2 separate regions of the Mus musculus genome follow, and region 1 is linked to region 2. Evidence: chromatin contacts called from public Hi-C data. All regions are on one chromosome and are shown on one strand. Each heading gives the region's core, a stretch centred on a gene start, on an enhancer-like site or on the middle of the called end of the contact. The rest is flanking DNA. Distances are from core to core; before and after follow the strand shown.

Region 1 (4,386 bases), core at 1,082-3,581, 250 kb before region 2:
CTCGGGCTGAACTGGACAAGTGTGTCCCCAGAGTGGACAGATCAGCAGTTGTAGCCATTGCTGAAGGAACATAGATGTGATATAGGGAAAGGAACAAGAAAAAAAGAAGAAGAAAAAAAAAAAGGATTTCAAGGTCCAGGACTTTTTTGTCTCCAATGCACAAGTTCTCAAGTTCAGTTTGAGAAGTAGAGGGTGTTGGGGAGTCTAGGGGACAGGGATTTTAGGAAAATGCCTCTTTCAGGTGCTTTTTCCCACTCCTGCTGAGCTGTCTTGAAGTGTCTGTGTCTGGCTCTCTGGCTCTCTCTATCTCTGGCTCAGTCTGCATCTCTCCCTAACTCCCTCCTCCTCCTCCTCCTCCTCCTCCTCCTCCTCCTCCTCCTCCTCCTCCTCCTCCTCCTCCTCCTCTTCCTCCCCCACTCTTCCCTCTTCTTTCTGCTTTGATTAATATGCATGTCCATGCTCAGTTGTGTGGCACACTCAAGGGACCGCTCCTACTGCCACAGCCACTTCCCATTTGACCCTTGGTACTTAGAGGTCGAGCAAACAGACCAGCGGTGTGGAGTGGGCTGACTAAGCTGTTGGAGCTGTGAACCTGAGGACCCTTCTTTGTGCTCTGGTTCCCACCCCAACCTGGCAGGACGGGGAGCATCAGTGACCCAGACTCCGTGGATCCCACTCTGTCTGCATTCCAATGGACGGACCCCGGGGCTCGGAGCGCGCAAATAAACGCGCTAAATTGTACCTGTGCGTGGCCGTTCCCGCCGCCGCAGGTCTGTCCCAGGCCGAAGCCAGCGTCCGCCTTCTCGGGAAATCTCCCGAGGGGAAGTGCGAGGGGGAACCACAGTGGCTGCCTGCTAGCTATGGCTGGCGCACACACGCACAAGCCCAACTTTGCCAAGCCTTCAGAGCCCCTCTGGCTCCCCCGCGCCCCCTGCGGCTCGACATACTCAGAGACCAGTACATCTCTTGTTCTGATATAAGGGTCCCCGTACTCGCACACTGTCGCGCGTGGAGGAGGAGCAGGTGGAGTGAGAGAAGGGGGTTAAGTACTGACTCCCCGACCAGCATTTCCCAGTCTACACCCGCAGGGGGGCCCGCACCAGCTCCACCGCACCAGATCCCCCAGACCTGCCAATGACGACAGAGAGAGGAGGAGGAGAAGGAGGAGGAAAAAAAAGGCAGGGAGGGAAAAGAGGAGCCTGGAGACAGACAGTTCCATGGACTGACCGAGTGTCATTATCAGCACTTTTCTTATTGGGGGACAGGGTGGAGAGAGTGGTGAAGGGATTGCACCACTGCCCAGTTCAATCCACTCTGGAGCGACCCTAAAATTGGGACTTGGGAGGAAGATTGTCCTAGAACACATTTGGGGTGGACAGCCTCCAAATGCACACAGGTCCCCTGTGGTGCCCCTGGAGCTGCAGTGTTGGGGAGATCTTAAAAGGCTCTTACTTGGGAGGAGGCGTGATTTCCATGCTCGAGCGTCTCGGTTCCCCACCCCCTCTCGGTAATAGCCAGTGCGCGCCACCACCTGAGCCTGGCAAGAGCCGGGGCGCACGCAGTCTTCAGCCTGCGTCTTTCCGCGTCTGAAGAGACTTGGCTCAAAGCGGGTCTGCCCGACACCCCCACCCTACCCCCTAACGGGAGAACTCTTATACTTTATTTTGTTTGAAAAATCCGGGACATCTCTTTATTTATCTCTGAGTCTCCCCAGAGGAGGCCAGGGGAAGGGGAAGGGGGTGAGCCCGCTTGGCCGGCCAAGCTGAGGGAGGGGGAGTACACTGAGAGGAGGGGACTGGGTGTAGCCTGGAATTCTCTGTCCTCGTGTTCCAGGCTGGCGCGCAGAGTCTTCTGGCGCTAGCGCCACCACCACCACCGCTCTCCGCGCCATCCCGTCGTTGGCTTCGGGGATCCGGTGAGTGGGGTCATGAGGAGCCGCGGGGGCCGCTCCCAGCCCCGCCCGCTCTGAGCGGGAACGCGGCAGTGTCGCGTGTCGCCCCCCAGGCTGGGAGCCGGCGGGGGGTGGGGAGGTCGCCCCGGGTAGGGCGGGGTGGGGGCGGCGCGGAGGCCGCCAAGCTGGGGGGCTCTCCGGGCAGGCGCGGCAGCGGGCAGGAGGGCGTGTCTCCAGCCGGAGGGGTCCCTCCCGAGGCGCGGCGCGGGACTCCCCGATGGTGGTGCCGCGGCTCCAGGAGAGCTCAGGGTCTTGCCTCCGCCGCCGCCGCCGTCGCCGCCGCCGCTGCGGGCGCCACCACCACCACCACCACCACCGCCGCCGCCGCCGCCGCCGTCGCCCGAGCCCGCGCCGAGCGTGCGCCTCGCCCTCCTCCCGCGCCCGCTCTGCTCTAGGATGCTGCGGCAGGTTCTGCACAGGGGCTTGAGGACGTGTTTCTCCCGGCTTGGCCACTTCATTGCCAGTCACCCGGTCTTCTTTGCTTCGGCGCCGGTGCTCATCTCCATCCTGCTCGGCGCCAGCTTCAGCCGCTACCAGGTCGAAGAGAGCGTGGAGCACCTGCTGGCGCCCCAGCACAGCCTAGCCAAGATCGAGCGCAACCTAGTCAACAGCCTCTTCCCGGTCAACCGCTCCAAGCACCGGCTCTACTCGGACCTGCAGACCCCTGGGCGCTACGGCCGGGTCATTGTCACCTCCTACCAGAAAGCCAACATGCTAGACCAACATCACACGGACCTGATCTTAAAGGTGAGACCAGGGCGGGTTCTGGCAGCCCCTGGCGCCGCGGCTGCTCTGGCTGTGCTGGTTCCGCGCGGGGTCCCGGCTCAGAAGCCACCTCTAGTGTCCCGGGCAGTGGCTCCCACGGGGGCTCCTCTGCACTGCGCGCCCCTAGGCAGCAACCTAGAGTCTCAGAGTCTCGGAGGCAGGAAACGTTCAGGTCCGGGTCCTGGCTGGGCCCTGCCCTCCCCGCCTCTGCCGTAACCCCGCAGCTGCTGCAACAGTTGGGGCGGCGGCGACTACGGTGCTTTAGTGCGCTTGTTTTGGTCGCAGTGGGCTTGGGGGCAGGGAGGCTTTAGGTTAACTGGGCCAAGAAGAAGCGGAACAAGAGAATACATTCAAGAAAGTCCCGCTACTTGAGAATAGAATACTATTCAGGAGGAGGGAGGTGAGGTTCAAAGACACCATTCTCTGTTCCCGTTTTTTTTCTTCTCTTTTCCTCTAGTCGCTGCACCCGAATTGTTTTTGGATAGGTTGCTGTGGGTAGTAGGTAAGGGACAGAGGACTGTGAGTTGGCATGGTGAGGAAAATAACACCCACCCACCCCCAACCAAAGTGCGGTTCCTGATGAGGACCGGGGCGGCCACCAGACCACTCTTCCAGGATCAAGGTAGCCATGTCTGTGTTTGAGAGTAGGAAATGGTGCTTGTAACTCACAGTTATTTCATCTTTCACAGTACTTTCAATCCACTTAAACGCAACTTCTTTGGGGAAAGACAGAACAGGTTGATATACTTTTATTGTTTCTTTTTTTTTCTTTTTTCTTTTTTTCTTTTTTTGAACGCGTGGTTGAAGGGCAGATCCAAAGCCCGGAGATTAGGAGCCAGGATGTGACCCCAAGAAGATCTCAGGAACACAGAACAGAAACCACTTGCCCACTTGTGCCATCAGCCCGAGGTGGGAATTTGCTGTGAAAAGTGAGGTTAAAGGTGATAACTTTCAAGAAGTTCCTAAGAAAAGCCAAGGAGTGAGGACTGGAAATGGAAAAGTGAAGAGATCATAGGAGGAAAAAAAAAAAAAGAAAAAATAAATGAAAAGGGAGAGTGAATCTAGGTGGAGACTATGGGGTTTGTTTACTTCAGCTTCTGCTGGGGAGGGGGTGGGGCAGGACCCAGTCCCAGCTGAGATGCTGAAGAAATGGAAAGTGCTGATTTCCTGTGGGGTCTCTGGGTCTGGTGGAAGGTTAGATTCCTCCTTTTCCCAAAGGGAATCTACTAGAGAACCTGGGAAATTCTTTACTCTGTCTCTTCCTCTCCAGGTAACCCTGTGTCCCTAGATAGAAGCTCGTTTTCCTCTATTGTTTCCCTCTCTGTTTGTTGACATACTATCCACCAGCAATTAGTAAAGGAGGAATCTGGCTGGGGACTGACTGGAATTAGAACATTTTCACATTGAGTGGCTTGTGGTATTTTTTTTTTAACGGCACACAAATCACTAGACATATTCACTTATGGCAGAACCTTATCAACATTAGTCTTGAAATGCTCCCCACCCCACCCCCTGAGGTTGTTTTTCAACATCAAAGTGGGTTTTCACCCCCAAAACTTCAGAGCATCTATTGAGATACAGATAAATAAATACTGTTAGAAATGCTTTATCAAGAATGTGTGTAGTTGAACTGTCACAGGCTTAAGGAAAGTATAATGGAGCAAGTCTGG
Region 2 (4,942 bases), core at 203-2,702:
CTGGTAAGTTCGGGGAAACTTCATATTTGTTCCCCAGGAACCTCTATAGAACCTGCTAGAATATCTTCATGACTTCATAGATAATGTCTTATAGGATGACTAATTCAAGTAAAAGCCACAGAGAAACTATCCTCATTTATATTCTAGCCTCAGGGGGGGAAAAACACTAGTTGTGCCATACTCATTAGAAATAATCCCATAAATCCTATCTACAGTCAAGATATCACATTTATTTTAACATCTTATCAATTTTATAATACCAGGAAGGTATTATTCTCCCATTTTTACATATATTCTGAGTCTCAGAGAGGTCAACTACATTTTACTAGGCCAGAAGGCTAAAAGGAGTATGTTTGTTTCCTTAGTTTGTGCTTTTACTTCAGTAGTGGGGATCACACCCAGAACCCTGCACATATTAGGCAAGTGAGTGTAGTATCTGCGCTATCTTCCCAGCCTAGAGCTTTGCTTTGCTTTGCTTTGCTTTGCTTTGCTTTGCTTTGCTTTGCTTTGCTTTGCTTTGCTTTGCTTTGCTTTGCTTTCGTTTCGTTTCGTTTCGTTTGGTTTCGTTTCATTTCATTTCATTTCATTTCGTTTCATTTTGAGACAGATTCTCACTCAATAATCCAGGCTGGTTTATAATTCATTGCGTAACACAGGCTGGCCTTAAATTTGCAACCATCTTTCTGTCTCCACCTTCCAAGTGCTAGGATGACACCACACATAGCCCAGAATCCCCTCACCTTTTTTTTTTCAAAATTTCCAAATTTTATTAAAACAATACATCTTCAAATTAAAGAAGTCAATTGAACAACAAGCAGAATAGATGCAGTAAAACTACACAAAATCAATCCCTGTATTGTTTAAAAAGAGATACATACATGAGAAAAATAATAAAGAGCAAAGGTAATTTTACCAAAACTCAGGGAGGACACAAAGCATCAAGTGTATTAGCAAATTTTTTTTCTCACGAGAACTATAAGTTAAATAAATATTATTCTTTAAATTGAATATTACACAATAAATAAATATAAATTTAAGTTGGTTCATTCTACACTAACACAAGCCATTTCTTTCTTGTTTTATTTTACATTTATTTTTAATAGTGTGTGTGTGTGTGTGTGTGTGTGTGTGTGTGTGTGTGTTTGTGTGCCTATGTGAATGTATGCCACCACATGTGTTTGTGGGTATCTGAACAGGCCAGACTTAGATCTCCTGGAGCTGGAATCACAAGTGGTTGTGAGCTGCCTGACATGGGTGCTGTGAATGGAACTCAGGTCCTCTGGAATATTGATACATGCTCTTAACCCCTAAACCATCTCTCCAGCTCCGAACAAACCATTTCTAGTGATAGCTTTTTCCCATGAGATTATGACCTCTATAAAGTCAGAGGCTTATTTTGGCCATCATTGCTCATTCTAATTCTTTCCTGCTTTGGTTTTTCCACAAATGATGTGTCATGAGTCAGACCTCTCATCCTGTATCCTGACAACAATGTAGCATGCAGATCCTTTTTGCCCAGTCATGTTTGAGTCACATGAGACAAAAGATAGAGACAGAGACTGAAGATATAGTTCTGGTAGAGCTTGCCTTTTATATGTGAAGCCCTGGATTTAGTCCCTAGCACCAAAAACAACAACAGTAAAAGCAAAAACAAAAACATAGAGATTAGTCCTGGACTATTATATCCAAAATGGGACCTGGTTCTTAGATGAGAATGAAAGAGACTTCTAGCACTTCAGAACTCAGTCCCCTGGAGCCAGTGATAGACTCAAGGGAGCCTCTCATGGCTACTCTGAATTTGGATTAAGAGAATCCAAAGATCTACTCTAGGTATTGTAATGCCATTGGTAAAATAGTAGTGCAGCTATGCAGAATGGAGACACTGTGGTGCTTACCCAGAAATCCTAGGGCTCATTTTTGACTCAACAAACAGGTGATTTAGTGTGATGGCTAATCTTTGTTGTCAACTTGACTACATCTGGAAATAACTAAAACCCAAACATCAGGACACACCTGTGTGAGATTTTTCTTGACTGGATTATTTGAGGTAGGAAAAACCACCCTAAATCTGGATCATTTGAGAGCAGAAGAACCAGCATAAATCTGAACCATGCATCTGGTGGCAGCTAAAATGAAAGGACATGAAAAAAGGCAGCTTTTCAATTTTGCATGCTTTCCTTCATTCTCTCTGGCAAGGACATCTATCCTGCAGGTGAGGCGTTTCTTCCCTGGTATTTAGAACCTCCAACATAGACCAAAGACCATCTGAGACATCCAGCCTCATGAACTTAATAACTATTGTATTCTTAACCCTTGTATTGGGAGGCAGCAATTGTTTGACTATCCAGACCACAGCCCGTATGTTGCTGTCGCTTTAATATAGCCGCTTTTATTATAGGTTCATTCTATCAGTCCTTCTCCTCTAGAGCAGTGGTACTCAATCTGTGGGTCGTGACCTCCTTGGGAATTTGAATAACCCTTTCATAAGGGTCACCAAAGACTACCGGAAAACACATATTTACATTATGATTCATGACTAGCAAAATTAGAGTTGTGAAGTAGCAAAGAAAATAATTTTATGTTTGGGGTTCACCATAACATGAGGAACTATATTAAAGGGTCACAACATTGGGAGGGTTGAGAATCACTGCTCTAGAGAATCCTGAAGAACTAATACACCCAGTATCTGTGCTCTCCATCACTTGTGTTTTTGTAAGCTGTGAATGAAACCAAAGATACATGTATGTGAACTTAATGACCAGTTCAACCATCCATAGTACTGAGTGAAAGTACTCTTAAGCTTGGAATTTCATTTTGATCCTGAAAGTTTTTTTGTTTTGGTTTGGTTTTGTTTTTGGTTTTAAGATTTATTTATTTTTGCTTTATGTATATTGGTGTTTTGCCTGTATGTCTGTGCATGCAATACCAACAAATGCCAGAAGAGGGAGCCAGATCCTCGGGGACCGTAGTTACAGACTGTTGTGAGCTGCCATGTGAGTACAAGGAATTGAATCTGAGTCCTCTGGAAGAGCAGCCAGTGCTTTACTTTATTTTATTTTATTTTTTGTTTTTGTTTTTGTTTTGTTTTGTTTTGTTTTGTTTTAAGACAAGATTTCTCTGTGTAGTTCTGGCTATTCTGAAACTCACTGTGTAGATCAGGCAAGTGCTGAGATTAAAGCTGTGTGCCACCATGCCTTGCTTGCAGCTGGGGCTTTTAAATATTGAGCCATCTCTCTGACATCTAAGCCCGAGTTTTATACTGTGATACAGGCTATTGTCCCTGACTCGGACCTTGAGGATGGAGACCCCACATTATTGTTCTTTGTAGAAGCTAGTGTATCACTCTAGTATCTATGTGAAGAAGGTCTACTTGGGGCCAATGCAAGATACAGATATGGTATCTCAATATAGCCCAGGGGCAAGGGGAAAGTGTCCCAAGAAATAGCAATCTTTGTCTCTCAGTCCTATGTGGACCCCTTGCTGAGGGGAGATTCAAGGATCCCTAAACAACCAATCCTGATTCCACATACATAATAGTAAGGGCTTTCAACTTTCATACTAGAAACTCACTTAAAGTTACTTGATAGCAATTTAGACATTCTGTTGAAGTCTCTCTACAGAGACTTGTGCCAAATAATGTATTCGAGGGGCTTTATCAGAAGTTGCTGCTACCTGGAGTTTTATTGGCTCCTTTTCTGAAAGGGTCACTAACAAGAGCATTGGGATTCCCTGAAAGAAGGCACTAGAAAAGCACTTAGATTTCAAACAGATAAGCTGTTGACCACTCAAATTATGTATTCTTACAGGCCTGTGACTGGTGTTTGCTTGCCATTTGAGGTCACTGTTTTATTGAGACAGCTTTCATAAGCACTTTCTTTCATAGGTTTGCTCCTGGTGTGTTTATCCTCTCCAAAGGAACTAGTATTTCAGATATAATTTTCACTTTCCCTAAACCTCTATTTGTAGAAATTCGGGCCTATCATAAACAATCCAGTCACTTTAAAAGGACAACATATGGCCTTTTGTCACCATCTAGTGGAAGTGTTAAGCTTTACACTGAAACAATTTTGGCTTTAATATGATCAATCTATACCCAACAAAGGGGAGATTGAACCTGTAGAGACCATATCCAGTGGATAGACATGGCCTCTGGTTGAAAGATGGGGCTATCCACCCATCTCAAAAATATTAACCCAGAATTGCTCCTGTCTGAAGGAAATATGGGGACAGAGTGGAACAGAAACTAAAGGAAAGGGCATCCAGAGATTGCCCTACCTGGGAATCCATCCCAGCTGAAGATCCCAAACCCAGACACTATTGCTGATGCCAACAAGTGCTTGCTGACAGGAGCCTGGTATGCCTGTCCTATAGCTGTCTCCTAAAAGGTTCTGCCAGAGCCTGACAAATACAGAGGCAGATGCTCAGAGCCAACAATTGGATTGAGCACAGGGACCACAATGGAGGAATTAGGTGAGGGACTGAAGGAGCTGAAGGGGTTTGCAACCCTTTAGGAAGAACAACAATATCAACCAACCTGAACCCCACCCAGAGCTCCCAGGAACTAAACCACCAACCAAATAGTACACATGGAGGAACTCATGGCTCCAGCTGCATATGTAACAGAGGATGGCCTTATCTGGCATCAATGGGAGGAGAGGACCTTGGTTTTGTGAAGGCTCGATGCCCCAGTGCAGGAAAATGCTAGGGTGTGGAAGCAGGAGTGGGGATGTGGGTGGGTGAGCTCCCTCACAGAAGCAGAGGGAGGGGAAGGGAATTGGAGGTTTGCAGAGGGGAAACCTGAAAGGGGATAACATTTGAAATGTAAATAAATAAAATAACCAATTAAAAAAAAGAAAATCTATATGATTCGTCTATTACTTCATCCACTGGGAGGGCAGGAGAAGGGAAGCCTATACAAAACAGCAAGAAATGCCCTTGCTGC

What was found. A called contact is a pair of places that touch in the nucleus more often than the background predicts.
Region 1: a Hi-C map of adipose-derived mesenchymal stem cells shows a contact between it and region 2, with 4 times the contacts expected there. The contact joins the promoter of Ptchd1 here to the enhancer-like site in region 2. A contact is called at or near these places in 8 of 39 promoter capture datasets (the 3T3-L1 cell line, the C10 cell line, the HPC-7 cell line and 3 more), 23 of 484 Hi-C or Micro-C datasets (the HPC-5 cell line, adipose-derived mesenchymal stem cells, bone marrow-derived macrophages and 12 more), 6 of 115 datasets of contacts at active chromatin or transcription factors (bone marrow-derived dendritic cells, bone marrow-derived macrophages, embryonic stem cells and 2 more) and 1 of 9 other capture datasets (embryonic stem cells).

Annotation. Positions count from the first base shown.
Region 1 is chrX:155,621,272-155,625,657 of GRCm38.p6, reverse strand. It overlaps Ptchd1 (patched domain containing 1), which reads left to right and starts at 2,331. Exons shown (of 3, transcript NM_001093750.1): 1 at 2,331-2,698. The coding sequence starts at 2,348. Gm15155 (a long non-coding RNA gene) reads right to left here and starts at 1,122. Exons shown (of 4, transcript XR_387096.4): 1 at 743-1,122.
Region 2 is chrX:155,374,746-155,379,687 of GRCm38.p6, reverse strand. All of the region lies in intron 2 of Gm39545 (a long non-coding RNA gene), which reads right to left. Among named protein-coding and RNA genes, the nearest start is that of Gm39545, 22 kb to the right of the region's middle. Within about 2 kb of position 1,452, at least 6 of the 459 cell types and tissues checked have an H3K27ac peak or open chromatin away from gene starts, as enhancers often do. A contact at or near this core is called in adipose-derived mesenchymal stem cells, where this site is marked.